Linked DNA regions of Mus musculus: regions 1, 2 and 3 are each linked to region 4. The links are chromatin contacts, called in public HiChIP or PLAC-seq maps. All regions are on one chromosome and are shown on one strand. Each heading gives the region's core, a stretch centred on a gene start, on an enhancer-like site or on the middle of the called end of the contact. The rest is flanking DNA. Distances are from core to core; before and after follow the strand shown.

Region 1 (5,308 bases), core at 2,139-4,638, 200 kb before region 4:
GGACACTCAGGTCTCCTGTACCCACACAGCCCAGCAGTGAGCCAGGAAGGCGGGAAGAGATGCCCTCTGAAGACAGCCTGGCGGAGCCAGTTTCCACCACGCACTTCACAGGTCAGCAGGGTTCCCTTCTCTCCTCATTCCCTGCCCCCCCCAGTAGTGCCAGGTCCTGGGTAGCATCTTAGTGCTCAGCCATGACTGTTGGGGATGTAGATCTCGGTGGCGGTGGAGAAATGATTCTCCCTGCCCTGAGGGGCACCTGTGCGAAGCTGAGGGGGAGTAGCAGGGGTGGGGTGAGTTCTGCAGGAGGAGCCTTTTGGGCCAGGAAAACCCTGAGTGGGCTGGCCTGAGCCTGAGCCTGAGCCCCATTCTGTGTGCCCTCTCCTCCACAGCCTGCGGCTCCTTGACTCGAACCTTGGACAGTGGCATTGGGACCTTCCCACCCCCAGATCACAGCAGCAGCGGAACCCCCAGCAAAAATCTCCCCAAGACCAAGTCACTGCGCCTGGATCCCCCACCAGGGGCACCCCCAGCTCGGCCTCCAGGCCTCACCAAAGTCCCCCGCCGTGCCCACACACTAGAGCGAGAGGTGCCGGGCATAGAGGAGCTGCTGGTGAGTGGGCGACACCCCAGCATGCCAGCCTTCCCTGGACTGCTCACAGCTCCCCCAGGCCACCGAAGCCATCAGACCTGTCCCGATGGTGAGTGTCCCCTCAAGTGGTAGGGCATCCCTAAGAGGCTCCTTGGAGCCGGACCAATGCATCCACTTCCCCCTTCTTCTTGGACAGATCCCTGTGAAGACCCAGGCCCTCCCCCACCTGTCCAGCTGGCCAAGAACTGGACCTTCCCCAACACCAGAACAGCTGGCAGCTCCAGCGACCCCTTCCTGTGCCCACCCCGACAACTGGAGGGACTGCCTAGAACCCCCATGGTAAGGCCACAGAAGGGAGGAGAGAGAGGCCTGGGTGCCTGGAGGGAGAGACTGGGAGATGGATGTCTCTGAGCTGTGTACAGCCAGCCAGCACCTCCTCTGGAGGTGAGGATAAGTTCGCCCACCCATCCCATTTTGGAAGAAGGCTTCCATTATTCCTGCCTCTGTGGACCCCCACAGCAGTCAGGGTGGCTACGATTCCTCTCTGAGCAGTACCTCTCCTCTAGGCCCTGCCCGTAGACCGAAAACAGAGCGTGGATCCCAGCCGCACATCTACACCTCAGGGCCCAGCATTTGGAGGCAGTCGTACCCCCAGCACGTCGGACATGGGCGAGGAAGGCCGAGTGGCCAGCGGGGGCGCCCCCGGGCTGGAGACCTCAGAATCCCTAAGTGACTCCCTCTATGACTCGCTATCCTCCTGTGGGAGTCAGGGTTGAGGGACCGCACCCACTACAGTTCCTCTGGAGCTAGGGACCCTCAACGACCTGCTTCCGCGCTCCACGCCCCACGCCTTTGGGCCGGTGAAGCTTGACCTGAAGGGACCAAGGAGAAAGAGGATAAGAAGGCGATGGGGGGTCCCTGGCGTATGCCACTGCTGCTGTGGATGCGACAACCATGCTCAGCTCAGGGAGAGACCTCATCCCCAGTCCCTTGACTCCCCCAGAGTAAGGCTCTGCTCTACGGGACCGGGGGCTCCAGGCTGCTTTGTCCCAGCTCCCACTTCAGGCCGAGCCATCTTGCGGTGCTAGGCTTCCTGCCCGCCAGCTGTGCCACCTCTGCCCAACCTGGCTGCAACCCTGCCCCAAAGCCCCCATGGGGCTGATTTTGGAAGCCCCAGGCTTATGGAGTTTGGGGGTGAGGGGGACAAGTCGCCTTCACTCTGCCCTGGTCCTCCCTGCTGTCTGAATGGTGCTGCCTCCCTTCCCCACATCGTGGGGTCTGTTTGTCTGTCTTCATCTTTGTTTTTATATATATATATATATATAAGCGCCTGGCCCAGTCCCCACCCCTACCCGCACTGCGGTTAATTTATCTGTTGTTGAAAAGCAGCCCTGCTTCTGCAGCATCCCTAATAAAACGTGGAGGCCTCTCCCCACCGTGACTGTTGTGTGGCAGCCCCCCCTTTGTGCTTGCTGGCTTCTCTATAATCCTTCGGGTGGACTGGTGGGTAGGTCCAGGGACCCTCGGGTGCTCTAATGAGGCTCTGTGCCCTTCCCCTGGAGGAGCTGGCTAGAAGGTGACTTACAGTGACCTGTGTAGATCTGAAGCCCAGAGGATGTCACTGACCAGAGGGCACACAAGGCCATGCAGCCTTGGTGAGAAAGATGGGGAAGAGGCCTGTGATCATGCGCTCAAACCTCTCTATGCTCCAGGTTGGGGACTGGCCAGTTCGGAGCAGTCCCACTGGCTTTATATATAGACACGGGACAGTCAGTGACTACCCAGGCCGAGAGGGGAAGAGCCTGAGAGGACTACCCTCACACCGGCACACTATGCTGTCTCTCAACTCACTTCCTCGTGCTTTATAAACCATCTCTATATGACTCGGGAGCACTAGAAGCCAAGGATATTTATCACCAGAGCTGGCGTTCCTAAAAAAACCTATCACTACAAACCTTGGTTTTCCTCATCTGTATATTAGACTGAGAGGCCAGGTGGCCCCGCCCCATCAGCAGCCTGAGGCCAGGTGGCCCCGCCCCTGTTCTCCTTCACGCTCTACGCTCCGCCCACATCTGCCATCTTCCCTTAGCTGACGCCATCACTGAAGAAATTAACAAGACCAGAACAGGGTCTGACAATGCAGTTTTGTCCCTGCCCCTTCCTAGGTGTACTAACGGAAGTCTGCATCTTGGTTTCTGACCAACTCCTGACTGGTTTCTTGACCTGTTATTGCCCTAAGCCTGATGCATTACATCATTTCCTGTTAGAACTGCGTTGGCCTCCTAGATCCCATTCCTTCCTGGAAAGGAGTTTGGCATGGTGGGCTTTCATCTTCACTTCAAAGCTAAGACCAAAATCCATGTTCTCGACAGGGTCTGCTCAGTATGCTAGGAATTTGAAAATACCAGGTGCCACCTCGGTCCCTGGGTCAGAATGAGTTGACTGGAGAAATGTCCCAGGGCAGGATAGGCTGCAGGAACCATAGTGGTCCCGGGAGGCAGCCCTGCCCACCATGGTCAGCCATAGCCCACATGACAATCTCCCCCTCCCCCAACTCCTGCCTGATCCCAGTCAGCCATAGCCCACATGACAATGGCCCCCCTCCCCGGACCCAGGGCTCGGTTCCAACTGAAAGAATTTGAGGGCGGGAGCATGTGGGTTTATTGATACTCCAGGGAGCCCGGTTTCTTGGCGCTCAAGGAAAGCTTTGCTGAAAACCTCCTTGATCATGGCTGGGGCAGAACACTTGGTGTCTCGGTTTGCAACAGCTGCTTGTAAAGTTACTGTGACCTCACTCTCCTCAAGAACAATGGGCGAATGTTCATGTAAGACCTCAGCCGGGTTTCCCAAACACAGGAAGTTCAGACTGCCAGACAGCTGCCCTCCCCCAAAAGGCCAAAGCCAAAAGGCGGGAAAGAGGCGGGCTCCGCACACTGGCACCTCTCCTTTTGCAGGAAGCCCCCCGCCCCCACCCCTCCCTCCGCGACACCCACACACACAAAGAAAAAGAAAAAAAAAATAGCCTCTCTAAGGCTGCCAGGGGTTTATTTTATTTCCTTTTTTCTACTTTTCCCCCCCACAAATAGTATGTTTTGTTTCCTTTAAAAAAAAAAGTTTAAAAAAAGAAAACATGCTCTGTAGCAAACCCCAGCTCTAGATCCCCGCCCTTATTCTCTGGGGTAATTCAAGTGTATAAATAAATCTCTTAAAGCCAAAAGTTCACGGTAAGTACTTGTGGGGTCGTCTGTGATTTTAGGGAAGGGGACCAGCTGTTTTTTAAAGATTTATTTATTATTATATCTAAGTACACTGTAGCTGTCTTCAGACACACCAGAAGAGGGAGTCAGATCTCATTAGGATGGTTGTGAGCCACCATGTTGCTGGGGTTTGAACTCAGGACCTTTGGCTCGGAAGAGCAGTCAGTGCTCTTAACCACTGAGCCATCTCTCCAGCCCCGGGGACCAGCTTTTTAAAAACGTTTTAATTATTAAAGACCTACAAATCTGGGTTGATTCACAGCCCTCTGTCCAGTTTCAGGGTACGGTTCTTGCTTGTGGGAACATGAACCCTAGTTTCAAATAGCTGGCACCTACATAAAAGCCAGGCTTGAAGGTGTGTGTCTATAACCTCAGCACTTGGGGGTGGGGGAGGGGGCCAAGCCAGGTGGATATCAGGACTTGATAAGTAGCCAGTTGGGTCAAATGGTAAATCGCAGGTTCAATAATAGATTGTCATAAGAAGAAAGCAAGGCCCAGCGTGCTAGCACTTAGGAGGCAGAGGCAGGCAGATCTATGAGTTCTAGGACAGCCTGGTCTTCAGGGTGAGTTCTAGGACAGCCAGGCCTACACAAAGAAACCCTGTTTCCAAAAAAAAAAACAAAAAACAAAAACAAAAAAGAAAGAAATGGTCTTTTGGAAGCCAGGTGTGAGGTGTTGACACTTTGGCATCAGCATCTGGGAGGCAGGAGGCCAGGCCTTCCTGAGCTGCAGAATGTAGTAGCCTCAGCTACAGAAGACCCTGTTTCAAAAACAGTCAGACCCCTGTACAGACTCAGGGGTAAAAGGCCCTTGCCACCAAGCCTGACTCACTTCTCCAGGCCCACATGGTGGAAGGAGAGAGCAGACAGCCATCGGTTGTCCTCTGACTTCTGTGTGCTACGTACTTGCTCACACATAAATATATTTAATTAAAATAAAATATGTAAGTATATATGTTTTATAAGAATATATGGGGCTGGACAGATGGATGGCTCAGTGGTTAAGAGCATTGCTCTTCCAGAGGTCCTGAGTTCAATTCTCGCAGCAACCACACTGTGGCTCACAACCATCCGTAATGGGGTCTGATGTCCTCTTCTGGTTTGTGAAGACAGTGACAGTGTACTCACATAAAATAAATAATATCTAAATAAAAAATATAATATATATTTATAAGAAATATATAGAAGCCAGGCATAGTGGTGCACACTTTTAATCCCAGCACTTGGGAGGCAGAGGCAGGCAGATTTCTGAGTTCGAGGCCAGCCTGGTCTACAGAGTGAGTTCCAGGGCTGTGGTGGTCTACACCTCTAATCCCTGGTCTACCTCACAAGTTCCAGGACAGTCAGGGCTACACAGTAAGACCCTGTCCAAAAGAGAAAAGAAAGTAATGTGGTCTTAGTATTTTTAAGACTTTAGTTTGGATGCTTATTAGTTTTTTGAGACACAGTCGTGCTATGTAGCT
Region 2 (4,881 bases), core at 103-2,602, 170 kb before region 4:
GACACTCTCTACTAGGGGAAAACTGAGGGGAATCTAAATGTCCACTTGTTCAAGTCAAAGCAGAAAACAAATTAGACAATAAAGAAACACCAAAGAAAATAAATGTAGCAACTACTGACTTAAGTGTGTTAGCAGAAGGCATGAAAACGTGATTGGGCAATTCAGGGACTTCCTGAATCATACCTCTCTCTTAAGATACCCATACAGCCACAAGGTAAACCACATACAAATATTAATAAGTAACTACAAAGTCTGGCATTGACCTTCAGCCTTCAAATTCCTGTCTGTGTTTCAGGCAGTCAGCTCGTCCGAAGTGTTACACATTCACAGGTAGTTTGTGTAACTGGAGAGTCTCAAGTTCAAAGTGGTTTTGTTGTTTGGCCAACACAAGCCTGGTTGGACAGGCAAAGCAACCTGGCCTGGCACCAGACAACTTGTTTTTGTTTTTGTTGTTTAAAAAAAAAGAAAAGGAAAGAAACGAAGGCAGGCAAGCCAAAGCCTACTTATCAGTCAGTCCAAGAAAAACAGTACCCATCGCCGCCCTTCCGGGGCAGACTCTGGAACTCACCCAGGGTTCAGGACGAAGCAATCAAGGCCACCTCACCTGTCCAGAGGCAACCAATCAGATCAGAGTGGGGCTGCTCCGTGGGCCTGGGGAGCCAGGCTAAGCCCGGGGCTTCTCACCTCGGCCTCTACCATTGGCTTCTAAGTAACTAAGGAATCTCGAGTGTCATAAAGAAGTGTGACATCACCTGGCCCGCCGTGACAGGGCAGCCTTATAACCAGGCCTACCTCAAGTCCCCAACCCCGACGGCTCACCCAGGCGAGGCAGAGGAACCCGAGAAGGAACAGCCGAGAGGCGATCGCAGGGTGGGGCGGGGTGACCACAACGACACAGCTTTCTCTTTCGTTTACCTCAAAGTCAGGGGTGGGGGACCCGTCCCGAATTCAAGCCCTGAACTCGGCTGAGGGTGGAAGGGACGCAAGCGAGGGTCGCTAAGAGGCCTGCCTTCGCCACAGACACAGGTCCAACTGCCCGGGAGACCCCGCAGACTCGCCCCCGCCGGCGCTGCTGCGCATGCGCGGCATTAGTTCCTCCGCGTCCCTCCCCGCCCAGCTTTCCTTCGATCTCGACGCAGAACAGGCCGGGTTGCCTAAGGAGCTGATCCGTCCGAAAACGGAAGCTACTACCCTCTCCCGCGCTTGCTCCCTCCCTATCCCTCACTCCGGGTTTGCCCGATCCTAGTTTCGCACGTACCTTCTCAGCCCACCTCTCCGGAGCTTCCCTGCTCTGCTAAAACCGGATGTGCTCTGAGTCTCCGGGGGTTGGCGCTGGAAGTCTACCCACACCCGCCCCCTAGGGAAACCCCGCCCTCAGACCTGCCCAGGCGAGTTCTCATTGGCCCCCGGCTGCACTGCTCCTGTCCGTTATCTGCACGTTCATAAACAGCAGCCGCTTTCGTCAGAGTCATTGGCTAATACCCCTGTCAATCAAGACTGTAGCCACCAACCCGCACCTTAGCAATAGGCCTCCGCCTTCTTCCCCCTACATAGGAAGGATGGACGTCGGGCTTCAGACCCATGGAGTAGGAAAAGTGAAATGGGGCGTGTCAGGCTTAGACCGTTGTCATGTGAGACCACCCACCCATGACACTAAAATGTCCCAAGATGCTGGTTTTAAGCCTCTCATGGGATGGTAATGAAGGAAAGCGAGGCAGCTCTCCCTGGGATCTCTGTTTTGTTTTTTGAGACAGGGTTTCTCTGTCCTGGCCTTCCTGGAACTCACTCTGTAGACCAGTCTCTTAAGTGCTGGGATTAAAGACATACGCCACCGACACCCGGCTTTCTCGAGACCTTTTAACATTGAATATAATGGCGCTTACGCTTCAGAGCACCTTTGAAGGGCCAGCCATTCTACAGGGACCCAGGGACCCCAGCCTGGAGGGTCTGAGGCTACCCGGTAGCTCAGGAGCCCCAAGCAAACTGGCTACAGAGACCACAACCACCTGCATGGAAGTGAGTGGTTTTTGGTAGTTACCCAAGGCCCTGCAAGTCAGGTGTAACGGCCTCAAAGACCTGGTCTTGCAATCCTAACCAGCTCTTTAGAGACCTGGCCAAGGGCGGTCAAAGAGCAGGTGGTTCCCTGGCTCGCCACGTCCCTTAGGGCGTGTTCCCTAGTTGGAGCATAACCTAGTTGGAAGGAGCTGTGAAGCTAATTTTAAAAGAGAGAAAAAAACCAAAAACCAGGAGCCTTTATTTTCTTATTTTTATTTTTTGTGGCCTATGCTTTTAAAAATCAATTTCACAACTCATTAGTACTGTCTGAAATCACAAGTATAGAATGGGTTCCAGCTGGATCCTGGGTAGTTGAGGGCTGCATGCTGAATTAGGGCCCTGAAGGACTCCAGAGTGAGGCAGCCTGAGGAGTGTGTAGAGGAAAGGTGGAAGACCATCTGAGCCTCTCAGTTCTGCTTCCAGCAAAGCCCTTAGGGCTGACCATGGTTTGGGCCAAGGTAACTTTTACCTACTACACACTCAGGAGGTAGAGGCGAGCAGATCGCTGGTCTGAGAGCAGCCTGGTCTATAGAACGAGTTCCAGAACAGCCAGAAATACCCAGAGAAAGCACGGAGAAACGGGGTTGGGGGTTGGGCAGATCAGAGACAGAGACACTAGAGACAGAGAGGAGGAGGAGGGGATCGAATGGGAGGAGGTGGAGGTGGAGGTGGAGGTGGAGATGGAGATGGGGGGGGGGGGGACCAAGTAAGCCTGCACTCTGGAGGTGGAGGCTAGAGGATCTGAAGTTTCTGGACAGTCTGAACTAAGGACATCGTTTTTGATTAGTTTTTCCCAACTGGGAACTCTTGCACAGGTTATGCTCCAACTGGGGAACTAAGGGAGGTGGGGAGTGGGGAACCACCTTATGTAAGTTAAAATTAACACGTTTTAAAAAACCTGCCAGGTATTGGCATAGGCCCTTAAACCCAGTATTTAGGAGAGGGAGGGAGGCAGGTCTCTGAGTATGAGGCCCTTTTGGTCTGTATGGTGTGAGGCTCTGTCTCAAAAAAAAAAAAAAAAAAAAAAAAAAAAAAAACCGTAAGAGAAAATGAAATAAAAGGGAAAAGAGATGGTTCAGCAGTTGAAAGCACTGATTACTCTTCCAGAAAAACTGAGTTCAATTCCCAGCATCTGCTTGATAACTCAACTATCTGTAACTGCAGTTCAGGGGATCCAACATCCCTCACACAGACATACACGCAGTGATCATCTTGGCATTTCTGCTTCCTTTAAACCACAGACATATTATAAGACTGTGTTTTATTTTAGTCCCAGGTGTGGGGTATGGGGCTGCTTTAGACTGTCCACAGCATCTGACTAGGATTTACCTCCTGCTCTGGCAGGATCATGATTTTGCCAGCTGCAGATAGTTTTTACAAATTGTGTGACATTTGGAATTCTGAGGACTTTTCAGAGGACATAAAAATGCCAGAGCCTTGAAAGGTGGGGTGGGTTGTTATTTGTTGTTGGTTGGGGTTTGTTAAGTAGTCATTACCAAAGAAGAAAGGAGAAGAAATTAGATAATCTTGACAGCGAAGATCAAACTTGTCCCCAGAAACTCGACCCCCCCTAATCAGCAGGAAGTAGTCTAGCGATAACATGGCCTCCTTTCCTCTCCATCCGTTTTCCTCTCTTAGTGAGTGAGGGGGTCATGAGGGAGGATAAACAGGGAAGAGAGGAAACCACAACTTAGCAAGGGACAAGCTACACATGCATGCAGGCAGAATACCAATGCACAAAAAGCAAATATAAATTATTTTGTAAAAAGAAAAAGACGACTTTAATGTGGCAGTCTCTACCATTACTTTGTAACACTAGGTATTGCAAAGTTAAGAGGCGTGAGGGACATCCCTGGGCTTTGGCCCACACTGATTACACAGCAAGATGTTCCCTGTTGGGAAAAACTGATCAAAATGAACAAAAAATATTTAAAATTAAACAAGAAAGAAAAACTAACAAAACTGATTTTTCTAAGTCTGTGTAGCTCAGGCTAGCCACAAATTCATGGAGTAACTCGGACTAGCGCTTTGAACTCAACCTATTTACCCTCACTTTCCGACTGCTGGGATTTCAGACACACACCGACAGACTCCACTCCAGGGTGCTTTTGAGACCTGTTCCAAAGGGCTAATTTCAAACACTAAGATGGAATAAATCAACACACCTTTCAAAAATACACATTTCAGGCCAGGCATGATGGCACAGGCCTTTAGTCCCAGTACACGTAAGGCAGAGGCAGGTGGACAGAGTGAGTTCAAGGCCAGCCTGGTGTACATAATGAGTTCCAGGACAGCCAGGGCTACAAGGAGAAACCTGTCTTGAAAAAAAATAATAAAATAAACAACAAACAATAAATCCATACACTGAAACATGATTTAGCCAGGAAAATGGATGGCGGCTAAGTGTGGCAGTAATTCCAAACCTTGTGAAGTCCAAGTTAACTTAGTTTTAGTACTGTTACTTTTGAAACAAAATACCAAACATTAGATTTTACCAAATGAAGATTCAAGAGCCAGATGCTGTGATGAAAGCCTGCTAGCTCAGAGAGGCAGAGAAAGCACCCAGCTGACCCTCCTCCTCAACCCACCTCCCAGAAGGAAAAAAAACCCGTTCCCCCTTCCAACTGAAAGACCCTCCTTTCTACTTCCTGTCTGCCTCTCTGTCCTCCTGACTCCTCTCACATCCCTATGGGTTTTTCCTATGTTCACTACCGGCCAACTGGTTGCTTGCTCCGCCTCTTGACCTATGGTTGGTGTTTTTCAATCTGGTTTATGGGTTATGATAAACAGAAAGATCTTGGACTAAAGGTGTGTGCTAGGGCTGAG
Region 3 (4,970 bases), core at 1,295-3,794, 210 kb after region 4:
CTCCCCAGAGACCTCCTATTAGGCCTGGCTTTGCTAGCTCCATTCTGGAAGATAACTACAGAAAATCAGCTTTCAGACGGGCGTGGTGGCGCACTTGGGAGGCAGAGGCAGGCGGATTCCTGAGTTTGAGGCCAGCCTGGTCTACAGAGTGAGTTCCAGGACAGCCAGGGCTACACACAAAAAAACCCACCCTGTCTCAAAAAAAAAAAAAAAACAAAAAAAGAAACAAAAAACAAAATAAAACAAAAAAAGAAAAAGAAAGAAAGAAAGAAAGAAAGAAAGAAAGAAAGAAAGAAAGAAAGAAAGAAAGAAAGAAAGAAAGAAAGAAAGAAAAAAACAGCTTTGGTCTCTGATGAAACCCTGCTCCCATTTCTGTGTTCTAACAGGACGGACGAGCTTTCTTACAGGCCTTCTGCCTAACATGTAAGGAGATCCTAGGTGTAACCCCCAGCTCCACAGACCAACAACAACCGCCAAATATCCCTTTGACCCTTCATCCGTTTAGCGTACAAGCTTAAAATTCTGTTGCAGAAAATTAAAAATACCTACTCACATTTTTCAGTTAAGAGCATTATTATTCCAGTAAGTATGCCGTACCCTGGGGCCTGGAAACTTCCCTATTTATAGCAATGTTTATCCAATAATTGTATTTATTCCCGAGTGTAGAAAGCACCCAGGCAGCCTGAAGGGGAATGCCCCTGACAGTTTGCGCTCCTTTTATAGCTTCTCACCACCAGCGGAGACAGCAGACTGCCCTGGTTTTCTGAGGGTCTCCTAACTCAGGATAGTTCCCAGACTCCCCACCCCCACCGCCCCTCTGCAGTCATGAGAATAGTTCAAAATCTGTGCTTTGGCCAAAGAAAGTTTATCCCTGTCAACGTTAGTACCCAGCCTTGTAGGCGTAGGCTTTTCTCAGGTCCGGGAGCCTTGCTTCTTTAACGGAAAGTGAGAGCAGATCCCGCGATGGATTTCCGGGAGGCTCCCTTTTCATAGACAACCCAGGCTGACTCGTGCACCTCTTTCTCGCGCAGCCTTTGCTGCTCTGCCTTAATTCTCTCCCCAAGGCCTAACCCCTGGGCCTTTTTTAGAGTTCTATGTAAGGCTCGTCCATCTTGTTTCTGACTCGCTTTGCGCATCCGCCTCCGTGCATGTTCACATGACTAAAATTGTATGACTCCTCCCCAAACCCCGTTAATCTCTACGTTTTTTTTTCCCTTTTGACAGGTCCCATGTAACACTGGTTAGCTCTGAGACTGACAAAGATGGCCTTGACCGCTCCGTGACCTTGGCCTCTGCCTCTCAAGTGCTGGAGTTACAGGTATAAACCAGGTATGTGACCCTGCCCTTCCTGGGGTCCTTCTGCCTGCCATTACTGTGGTTCAAGGAGTAAGCAGATGCCCAGTGTGGCTAATGCCTTCCTTTCTGAAGCACCACCTCCTGTCCAAAAACAGCAGAGTATCAAGTGTAGACCACGTGCTGCCCCAGCATTTATGAGGCTCAGGCTGGAGGATTAGGAACCTCAGAGCCAACATTAGCTATGTTCTGAGTTCATGGCCAGCCTGGGCTACACAAGTCCCTCTTCTCATAAAACCTAAACGGGGCTAGGAAGATGGCTCAGTGTCTCAAGGCACTTGCCACAAAACCCAGTGTTCTGAGTTTGATCCCCAGGACCCCCACATGACAGGAAGGGAGAACAAGTTACATAAATAGTTCAGAACAAATCCAACATATTAGTATAGAACCACCTTCATATATACAACTGTAAGCATATCTATTTCCTCTATCATTCAAGCCCAGAATGGTCCAGCCCCTGTAGAGATTTGGTGAAGGACGAGGACCTACACTCACAAGCCTTTGTTTTTAAAGCTCTTTGCGAGTTTATCGTGCATGGCAGTCTGGGCACTTTTCCCTTCCCCTCCAGCATAGTTTGTTCCAACAGAGTCTGGAATATAAGCTGTTTAGAAACCCTGAAAGGTCTCATGTTTCTGGTAGATCAAGATTTCCTCATTTTAAATTACATAGTTCTCTGTTTTGGTAAGCCGTGGTCCCTGCTGACTTGTAAATACTTGATGTGGAACAGCTTGTAGCTACAAAAATCAACTTACTCCCTTCCCGCCGCAGCTCCACGTATTTGTATGGAGCCCAAGGGACAGAGCCTGGCTCACATACTGCGGAGGGGGGCGAAAATTCCTTTGTGTTCAAAACAAAGAAACAAACTTAAAATTCAGGTTGCTTGGCTGTCTCGCTCCTTCTTCAGAGAAATGAACAGTAGTAAGGCAGTTATTGTACAGTGAGAAAAGAATTAACCTGGTCTGTGGGCCGCCAGCAAGCTGCGAAACCACCTTTTCCTGGTGCTTATTTGTTCCTTTGTGCTGGGGTCTCCATGGCCTCTTGGCGCACAAGACCCAACTCTAAATACATCGTTAGGGAATTGGAAGAAGAGGAAGCCAGGTGAAAGGCGGTTTCTTTCTTAGCCAGCCATGGCCAAATCTAAAGACAAGGCGGGGTGAAGCTCTATGGGGAAGGCACTGTGGGAAGGGGAAGCAGGTAGGGTAGCAGGAGGCAGGCATGGCTGATTGCTCCTCTGTCAACAAGCGCGCAAAACCTGAGCTACTGCAAGTGCCAGGAGTACAGGAAAGGCCCCCAGCTATATTTGGGCCAAGTTTTCCCTGTGTGAGGGGGGATGACCCTTGCTCTGGGTAGCCTGGGATTCCAGAAGGCCTGATCTGACTGTAGGCTAAGTAACTGAACAACCAACCAGATTTCATCATCGGCCAGACACAGTTCGCCACTCTACCCTGCACCCTGAAAACTGTAGCGACTTCCTGATGATTCACGGGGCTGGGGAGATGGCTCATTGCTTAAGTATACTCGTTTGTAGCTGGTGGTACATAGCTTTAGTCCCAGCACTCGGAAGCAGACGCAGGTGGGTTTCTGATTTCAAGGCCAGCCTGGTCTACAGAACAAGTTCTGGGACAGCCAGGACTACACAGAGAAACCTTGTCTCAAAAAAATAAATGAATAAATAAACAAACAAATATATTTTGTAGATTTTCATATGATATATTTTTATCATATTCTTTTCTAGTCCCCAACTCTTCCTAGGTCCTTCCCATTTTCTATGCTCCCAATTTCATGTTCTTGCTATCTCTTAAAAAAAAAGAAAAAGAAAAGGGAAAAAAAGCCATTAGAAATTGATTTGTCTTATTTGTTTTTTAAAAGATTTATTTATTTATTTTGTATATGAGTAGCTGGTTGTGAGCCTTCATTTGGCTGTTGGGAACTGAATTTTAGGACCTCTGTTCGCTCCAGTCGACCCCGCTCTATCAGTCCCTACTGACTCCAGCTCAAAGATTTATTTATTATTATAAATAAGTACAATGAAGCTGTCTTCAGACACACCAGAAGAGAGCATCAGATCTCATTATGGGTGGTTGTGAGCCACCATGTGGTTGCTGGGATTTGAACTCAGGACCTTCGGAAGAGCAGTCAGTGCTCTTACCCTCTGAGCCATCTTGCCAGCCAGATATGTCTTATTTGTGTTGGGCCTTCCCTGAGGTGTGGCTGATAGACACACTTCCTGGAACTCATACCCATTGCGGGATATTTGATCACACTGTGAACCCCGAAATTGTGTTATTAGCTGGGGAAAACCTGCTTCTAGCTATGGTGTGGCTCAGCCCTAACACGTACCTTTAATCCAAGAGTTGGTCATTGTAAACAGGATTAGTAAAATCAACCAGAGGCCAAGAGGCAGAGCAAGCAACCAGCTGACAGAGGGTGAACATAGGAAAAAAAACACAAAACAAAAACCAGAGAGTGAGAGGAAGTCAGGAGGACACAGAGAGACACACGGGAAGAAGAAGTAAGGGACATTCAACATTGAGGAGGCTTTGAAGAACTTTTTTTTGGGACATCAGTAGAGGAGGAAGGTCAGCTGGGTGCTTTCTCTGCCTCTCTAAGCTAGCAGGTTTTCACCCCAGCATCTGGCTGGGTATTTTGTTAAAAAACAAAAAACAAAAACAAAAACCAAAAATCAAAAAAAAAACAAAAACACACACACATATGGATATTGTGAGTACTGCACAGTTTGTGGGTTACAATATGAATAGCTGCCACCCCAGTAACATTAACAGTGGTGAAGTGGAATGCCCAGCTTGTTAATGATCAAGAAGACAGCCCAGAAAGCACTTGTTTAGAAGACAGCTGACAAGAAAGCATAAAGCCATACAAGGAATAAAGGTTCTTTTTGATAGGAAAAAAAAAAAAAAAAAGAACAGGGCTGGTGAGATGGCTCAGCAGGTAAGAGCACTGACTGCTCTTCCGAAGGTCCTGAGTTCAAATCCCAGCAACCACATGGTGGCTCAAAACCATCCGTAACGAGATCTGACGCCCTCTTCTGGAGTGTCTGAGGACAACTACAGTGTACTTACATATAATAAATAAATAAATAAATAAATAAATAAATAAATCTTTTAAAAAAAAAGAACATAAATAACTTTAAACATCATAGCCTTTGCAAATTCAAACACATTAAAATCTCAGTCCCTTTAAAAACCCAAAGGTCTTTTAAAATCCAAAGTCACTCAACTGTGGGCTCCAGTAGAATAAAAAAAAATATTAACCAAATATTTTCTTATCTCTTAGGAAAAAGAAAAATCATGGCACAAATAAGTCACAATCATATCAAAGCAAAATTAAACTTCAACTATTTAAAACACAGCGTCTGATGTCTTGGATCCACTCACAGTCTTCTGGGCTCCTCCAAAGGGCTCAGGTCACTTCCGTAGCTTTGCCCTCTGCACCACACAGCTTGTCTTCTCAGCTCAGGCTGGCTTCCCTCCACTGCTGCTGCTGTCTTTGGTCGTCATATCCCATGGTACTGGCATCCCCCAAATGCTGGGGTCTTCTCCTGCAATTGGGCTGCACCTTCACCAATAGCCTGTCATAGGTAAGCTTTCTTCATGGTG
Region 4 (4,660 bases), core at 1,108-3,607:
TTCTTACCTTGCCCTGCCTAAGTTAAGAACCCCTTGGACGGTCCCTGGTAAGAAGCTAGCAGAAACGGAGCTTCCTGGGGAGAGAGCAGCAGTGTGGGCTCACTCAGGACAAGGCTTCGGGGAGCGAGGGGAGCAGACATGACTGTCAGACACGACTGTCAGACACACTGACATGGGGTGGCTCCCCTCCCCCTTCTGAATATGAGAAACTGGAGATTGGAAGCGAGTGGAGGCTGAGACCAGCAGAGGAGGAGGAGCCCAGGACAAGAGGTAGAGGCAGAGAAAGGGGTAGAAGGGTGGATGGGTACATTGGAAGATAGGAAGAGAAAAGAAGAGAGATAGTGAGAGGATGGATGCCCTGTCCAGCATAGTGACACTGAAGGTAAATTGGTGCCACGGTGCCTTACCACTCTTCCGGTACAGGATCAGTTCAGCCTTGAATTCTTTGTGCTCATCTAGGGCCTTTCGGATCTGTTGGCGGACCAGCTCACTGGTGTCTGGCCCATAGAGGAAGGAGCAGGCACAGCCCCGCTGCATGACCTCAGCTCTGGAGAAACCCGTGAGGTCACAGAAGCCATCGGAGCAGTAGACCACAGGGAAGAGCCCCGCCACCTGGGCGTTGCCCAGCACGAAGTTGCTGTCTGCAAGAGAATGCGAAGGGCACCTTCACCTACCAGCCCCGCTTCTCAAACTACTTGCAAACCCCACCAAAGCGTGGGGTTTCGTCCCCAAAGGAAGCTGTGTATGCTGGTCATGACCGGTTCATGAATGAGGCTTAGCATGCACACCTGGGTATCGGTGTCCTCAAGGGAGGGTCCCCAGCTGAATGCATAGGAGTGCATGAGAGGACCATGTCAGTGCGGACTGCTGAACGCAGTCCTGTGTAGGCACTGCTGTGCAGTGTCCTGAGCAGTCTGAGTAAGGGGTGGGGCTGGAGATTTCCAAAAGACTGTACCACCTGCTCTGGGCCCACCTCGGCTTCTGCCAGGTTCATCCCTTAACTAGATAACTAGGCTGGCTGTGTGGCTCCTCCCACGGAGAACCGCTTGGTCTGGGAAGCAGGCCACCATGCATCCGATGCCCCGTTCGCTGCACACCCTGGCTCAGGGACTATTGAACGCCATCAAGAATGGCGGTGTGTGGATAGTGGTTGAACAACAGAGCCTGGAGCCAAGAATGTATTGGGGAGTGAGGGGTGCTGAATCAGCAGGCTTCAAGCCCAAAGCAGATGGAGAAGCCTGGGGGGTGGGGGAGCTCTGTGATGAGTTCCTACAGGCTGTCTACAACAGGAGGGAGAACGCTTGTCAGAACTGGGAAGCCCCACTGGAGCGAGAGGGGGAGGGACCCTGTTTTCACGACTTCCCTGTGTTCAGAGCCAGAGGAACTCAGAATCTGGAAGCTCAAGTTGCCTTTTCCAAACTTCCCCAGTCCGGATGTGAGTCTCCCGAGCTCAGAGGAGCTCAGCTTCTTTGGGGCCGGGTGGGCATTCCAAGCGACGGGTTTAGACTGTGCGATACGCTTGCAGACACAGTTCTCTGCTGAATCCCGCCTACTCTACCTTCCTTTGCAAATCTTATTTCTAAATCTGGGCTCTGTGAGCCCTCTGCGCTGTCCACCAGGACTGGTTCCGCGCTTCACCCGACTCGGCCTTTGCAACCGCGCCAGGTCTGAGGATAAGACAGGCTGGATCAGATTGACTCATCCCGGTCCCGCACCTAGGGACATCTTACAGTATTGACCCTGAAAACCTCCGGGAAACCTTCACTTACTGGAAGGAGAGAATGGCCCTAGCTTCAAGAGGGGTGAGGAAGGGGATGGCTGGTGGGCACCAAGCAGCAGGTGGCAGTTCCGACAGTGGATTACTGCCCGGAAGCTAGGGAGCTAGGGCCTGACTCACGCGTCCCGTCGAAGCGGGTGGCGATGGTGTCCAGGAAGGTGTTCTGCGGCGCCAGGAGCCCCCGCATGGCCGGCATCTTAGGCGGCGGGGGCCGCCCGCCCCATCCCTCCGGGGCGCGGGGACTCAGCGCCGGGGGAGGGCGCCTGGCTCGGCCGCCCCCCGCCGGGCCCCGCGCCCCCTAGAGTAGCCGTCGGGGGGCTATGCCCGGCCCAGGCTCGCAGGCCCCAGCAGCTGCCGGCGCACAAGGGGGCGTCCGCACCGTCGGGGCTGGGCGCATGGCGCGCGCGCGACCCCTCGCCGCCCACGGATTCCGGGCTGCAGGCCCCGCGGCCACCGCGCACTCTGCACCTTTGGTCCGCCCGCGGCTCCTGTTTCTGCAAGCGGGGTGGCTCCCGCTTGGGCTCGGCTCAGCGCCGGGTCCCCGCAGCTCCCTCCGTCTGTCGGGGAGAAGCGGCAGCCTACCTCCCGCACCGCCGCCTGCACCGGGGTAACCATGGAGACGGGGCACACCCAGTCAGGGCCGCCTCCTTAAAGAGACAGGCCTCCTGCGGAGGGATCCCCCTCCCCTGGGACCTTGGTGGGGGCAGGGAAGGCTGCCGCCCCCTAGCGCTGCCAGACTCCCTAAGGCGAGAACCCGGGCCGGGTGGGCTCAGCCTGACAGCCTCGGGCTTCTCTCTCCTGCAGAGGGATCAGAGGAAGGCTTGGGGGCGTGAGCGTGTGTGAGTGTGTTGTAGATGTGTTTCGGAACGAGAATAATGTCATGAGAACGGGAACTGGCGACTAGGTGGCGGGGAACGTCCAGTAGTTGAAGGTTTGGGGCCCCCGGGGAGCGCTGACTATGCAGAGTTCTCTAAAAGGGAGGCTTCTGAACCTGTTTTTCCCCCCGGGTTCAGTCAAGCCTTTCCCGGATGCGGCTCGGCTCCCCTGAAAAGTGGAAGCAGGAGCTGAGGAAACCTGAGGCTAGAGTGAGGTCCAGATGCCTTGGGCGAGACCCCGGAGCGCAGAGGGCGCATTGGGAAAGTGAACTCCAAGCCCTCCGCTCGCCCCACGCATTTCCTCAAGTTTCTGTCGCCGCGGGAGGGTCAGAGGCTGGTCCAGGAACCCTGTGTGTGCTTGGCTAGCCCCCCCCCCCCTTTAGTCGCGGAGTTCGATTCTCCCCGGAGCCCGCACCTCCAGCGAGGAGGCGGAAAGCAGGGGCGGACGGCCGTCTCCTGTCCCTGTCCCCGCGCGCCGCGACCGTCCCCGCGGCCTCTCCTGCCAGCGCCGCTCCTCCTCCCTCCTACGATTTGCCAGTGAGCGCGGCTGCCGCCCGCGCCCAGAGAAGCCGCCGGGGCCAAAACTGCAATTTGCTCTCCAATGGAAGAAGCCGGAGCTCAGCACTGCTCCCCTGCAGGAGACACACCCACTGCCACCAGCGTCGGAAAGAGGAGTATACCCTGCTCCAACTACCCGTCAGCAGCTAGTAAAGCCCAAGCTCAAGGCACCTGTATTTAAATGAACAGGAGCTTTGGGAAGAAAGGGAGGAAGTCCCCCCCTCCCAGTCTGCTGCACCCTGAAATCCAGCTCCCAGGCGAGCCTGAAATGTCCGCAGATATGGTTCCCGACTCCTGATGGGTCAGGGCTAAAGAGTAACCCCTCCAGTCCTCGCAGCAACCTTCTTTCCAGGAGTTAGATAGCATCCCGCTAAACAGAGGAATATTTTAAAGCTCACTTTAAGCCAGGGCGAGGCTGTTGTTGAAAGCGTCATCTGCAGAACTCGGCTAGCCGAGCCGGGTTTAAGTACTGCTCTGAACTCGCTGTCCAGGAGATAATCCTTTTCTTGTAAGACAACTTACTAACATTTCTGTGATTCAGTTCTCTTCATCCGTGGAATGGAAATAATAATAACTACCCCTGTGGGTTCTGAGGAAGAAATAAGGAGGCATATATACCCAGGACAGTGAATGTGCGGCACTTGCTTCATGCAAATGTTTATTGTCTGATTTTGAGTCTCAGAGGGATCTTGAGAAACGCCCCGGGGTAGTTATTTCACAAAGGGAGAAGAAAAAGGAAGGAAGGAGAGAGAGAGAGAGAGAGAGAGAGAGAGAGAGAGAGAAGAGGACAAAGTCGGGGTTCCATCTACAACAGTCCCTGCTCCCAAAACACCTGAGTTGCATAGACATCACTGGTCCTCTGGGGTGGTCAGGTCTAACGGGTCCAAACTATATCCTCGAGGTCATGTTTAGGCTTCCAGATCAGTGACCTGGACTGACCTGGGCTGGCTTGCGGAGGTCAGGGAAGCTAGAGACCTGGGTTTAAATCGGGCGGAGTAGTTGGGGTTGGGAATGACTGAACTTCGTATTTCCCGAGGCAAGGAGGGCTCTGTGCTGAATAAGTGCTCTTCTCGGATTCCCCTGCTAATTTAACACGGAAGCCGTTCCTATTCACCAGTGAAAACACGAAGGTCATGGACCTTGTCTGAGACACACTGCTTGTATTAGCGCCATTCCGGTCACTATTTTGGTAAGCCTGGTTAGGTACTGGATGCTATGCTAGAACCACTCTTTCTTTTCTTTTCTTTCTTTCTTTCTTTCTTTCTTTCTTTCTTTCTTTCTTTCTTTCTTTCTTTCCTTCTTTCTTTTCCTCCCTGTCTTTCTTTTTTTCCCCTGTCTTCTTCTTCCCAAACAGGGTTTCTCTGTGTAGCCCTGGCAGTCTAGCACTCATTCTGCCCCTGCCTCGAGTGCTCGGATTAGAGGCTTGTGCCGGCGGCATGCACAGCGTTGG

The links. HiChIP or PLAC-seq counts read pairs in DNA pulled down with a chosen protein or histone mark.
Region 1: a contact with region 4 is called in an H3K27ac HiChIP or PLAC-seq map of embryonic stem cells, with 3 times the contacts expected there. The contact joins the enhancer-like site here to the promoter of Kcnh3 in region 4. A contact is called at or near these places in 7 of 39 promoter capture datasets (hematopoietic stem and progenitor cells, hippocampal neurons, liver and 3 more), 1 of 484 Hi-C or Micro-C datasets (the Ba/F3 cell line) and 2 of 115 datasets of contacts at active chromatin or transcription factors (double positive thymocytes and embryonic stem cells).
Region 2: an HNF4G HiChIP or PLAC-seq map of pancreatic cancer cells shows a contact between it and region 4. The contact joins the promoter of Tmbim6 here to the promoter of Kcnh3 in region 4. A contact is called at or near these places in 3 of 39 promoter capture datasets (maxillary cranial neural crest, neural stem cells and trophoblast stem cells), 1 of 15 datasets of contacts at CTCF or cohesin (the NIH/3T3 cell line), 4 of 484 Hi-C or Micro-C datasets (the 63-12 cell line, the HL-1 cell line, Th2 cells and 1 more), 12 of 115 datasets of contacts at active chromatin or transcription factors (the SCID.adh cell line, effector CD8 T cells, embryonic stem cells and 5 more) and 4 of 9 other capture datasets (adipose tissue, embryonic stem cells, liver and 1 more).
Region 3: a contact with region 4 is called in an HNF4G HiChIP or PLAC-seq map of pancreatic cancer cells. The contact joins the enhancer-like site here to the promoter of Kcnh3 in region 4. A contact is called at or near these places in 4 of 39 promoter capture datasets (hippocampal neurons, liver and second pharyngeal arch cranial neural crest), 2 of 484 Hi-C or Micro-C datasets (both in embryonic stem cells), 7 of 115 datasets of contacts at active chromatin or transcription factors (embryonic basal ganglia, embryonic forebrain, embryonic hindbrain and 3 more) and 2 of 9 other capture datasets (liver and macrophages).

Annotation. Positions count from the first base shown.
Region 1 is chr15:99,418,756-99,424,063 of GRCm38.p6, reverse strand. Nckap5l (NCK-associated protein 5-like) reads left to right here. Exons shown (of 13, transcript NM_001001884.1): 10 at 30-111; 11 at 390-698; 12 at 786-928; 13 at 1,156-2,030. The coding sequence ends at 1,365. Among named protein-coding and RNA genes, the nearest start is that of Nckap5los, 11 kb to the left of the region's middle. RefSeq lists an enhancer at 2,507-4,110. Within about 2 kb of position 3,388, at least 174 of the 459 cell types and tissues checked have an H3K27ac peak or open chromatin away from gene starts, as enhancers often do. A contact at or near this core is called in embryonic stem cells, hematopoietic stem and progenitor cells, liver and 1 more, where this site is marked.
Region 2 is chr15:99,389,418-99,394,298 of GRCm38.p6, reverse strand. Tmbim6 (transmembrane BAX inhibitor motif containing 6) reads right to left here and starts at 1,352. Exons shown (of 10, transcript NM_026669.4): 1 at 1,259-1,352.
Region 3 is chr15:99,015,280-99,020,249 of GRCm38.p6, reverse strand. Gm41398 (a long non-coding RNA gene) reads left to right here. Exons shown (of 3, transcript XR_875654.2): 2 at 1,225-1,329; 3 at 4,648-4,877. Among named protein-coding and RNA genes, the nearest start is that of Gm41398, 6.5 kb to the left of the region's middle. Within about 2 kb of position 2,544, at least 67 of the 459 cell types and tissues checked have an H3K27ac peak or open chromatin away from gene starts, as enhancers often do. A contact at or near this core is called in pancreatic cancer cells, where this site is marked.
Region 4 is chr15:99,222,289-99,226,948 of GRCm38.p6, reverse strand. It overlaps Kcnh3 (potassium voltage-gated channel, subfamily H (eag-related), member 3), which reads right to left and starts at 2,357. Exons shown (of 15, transcript NM_010601.4): 1 at 1,898-2,357; 2 at 408-641. The coding sequence starts at 1,973. Gm46538 (a long non-coding RNA gene) reads left to right here and starts at 1,076. Exons shown (of 3, transcript XR_001781769.2): 1 at 1,076-1,802.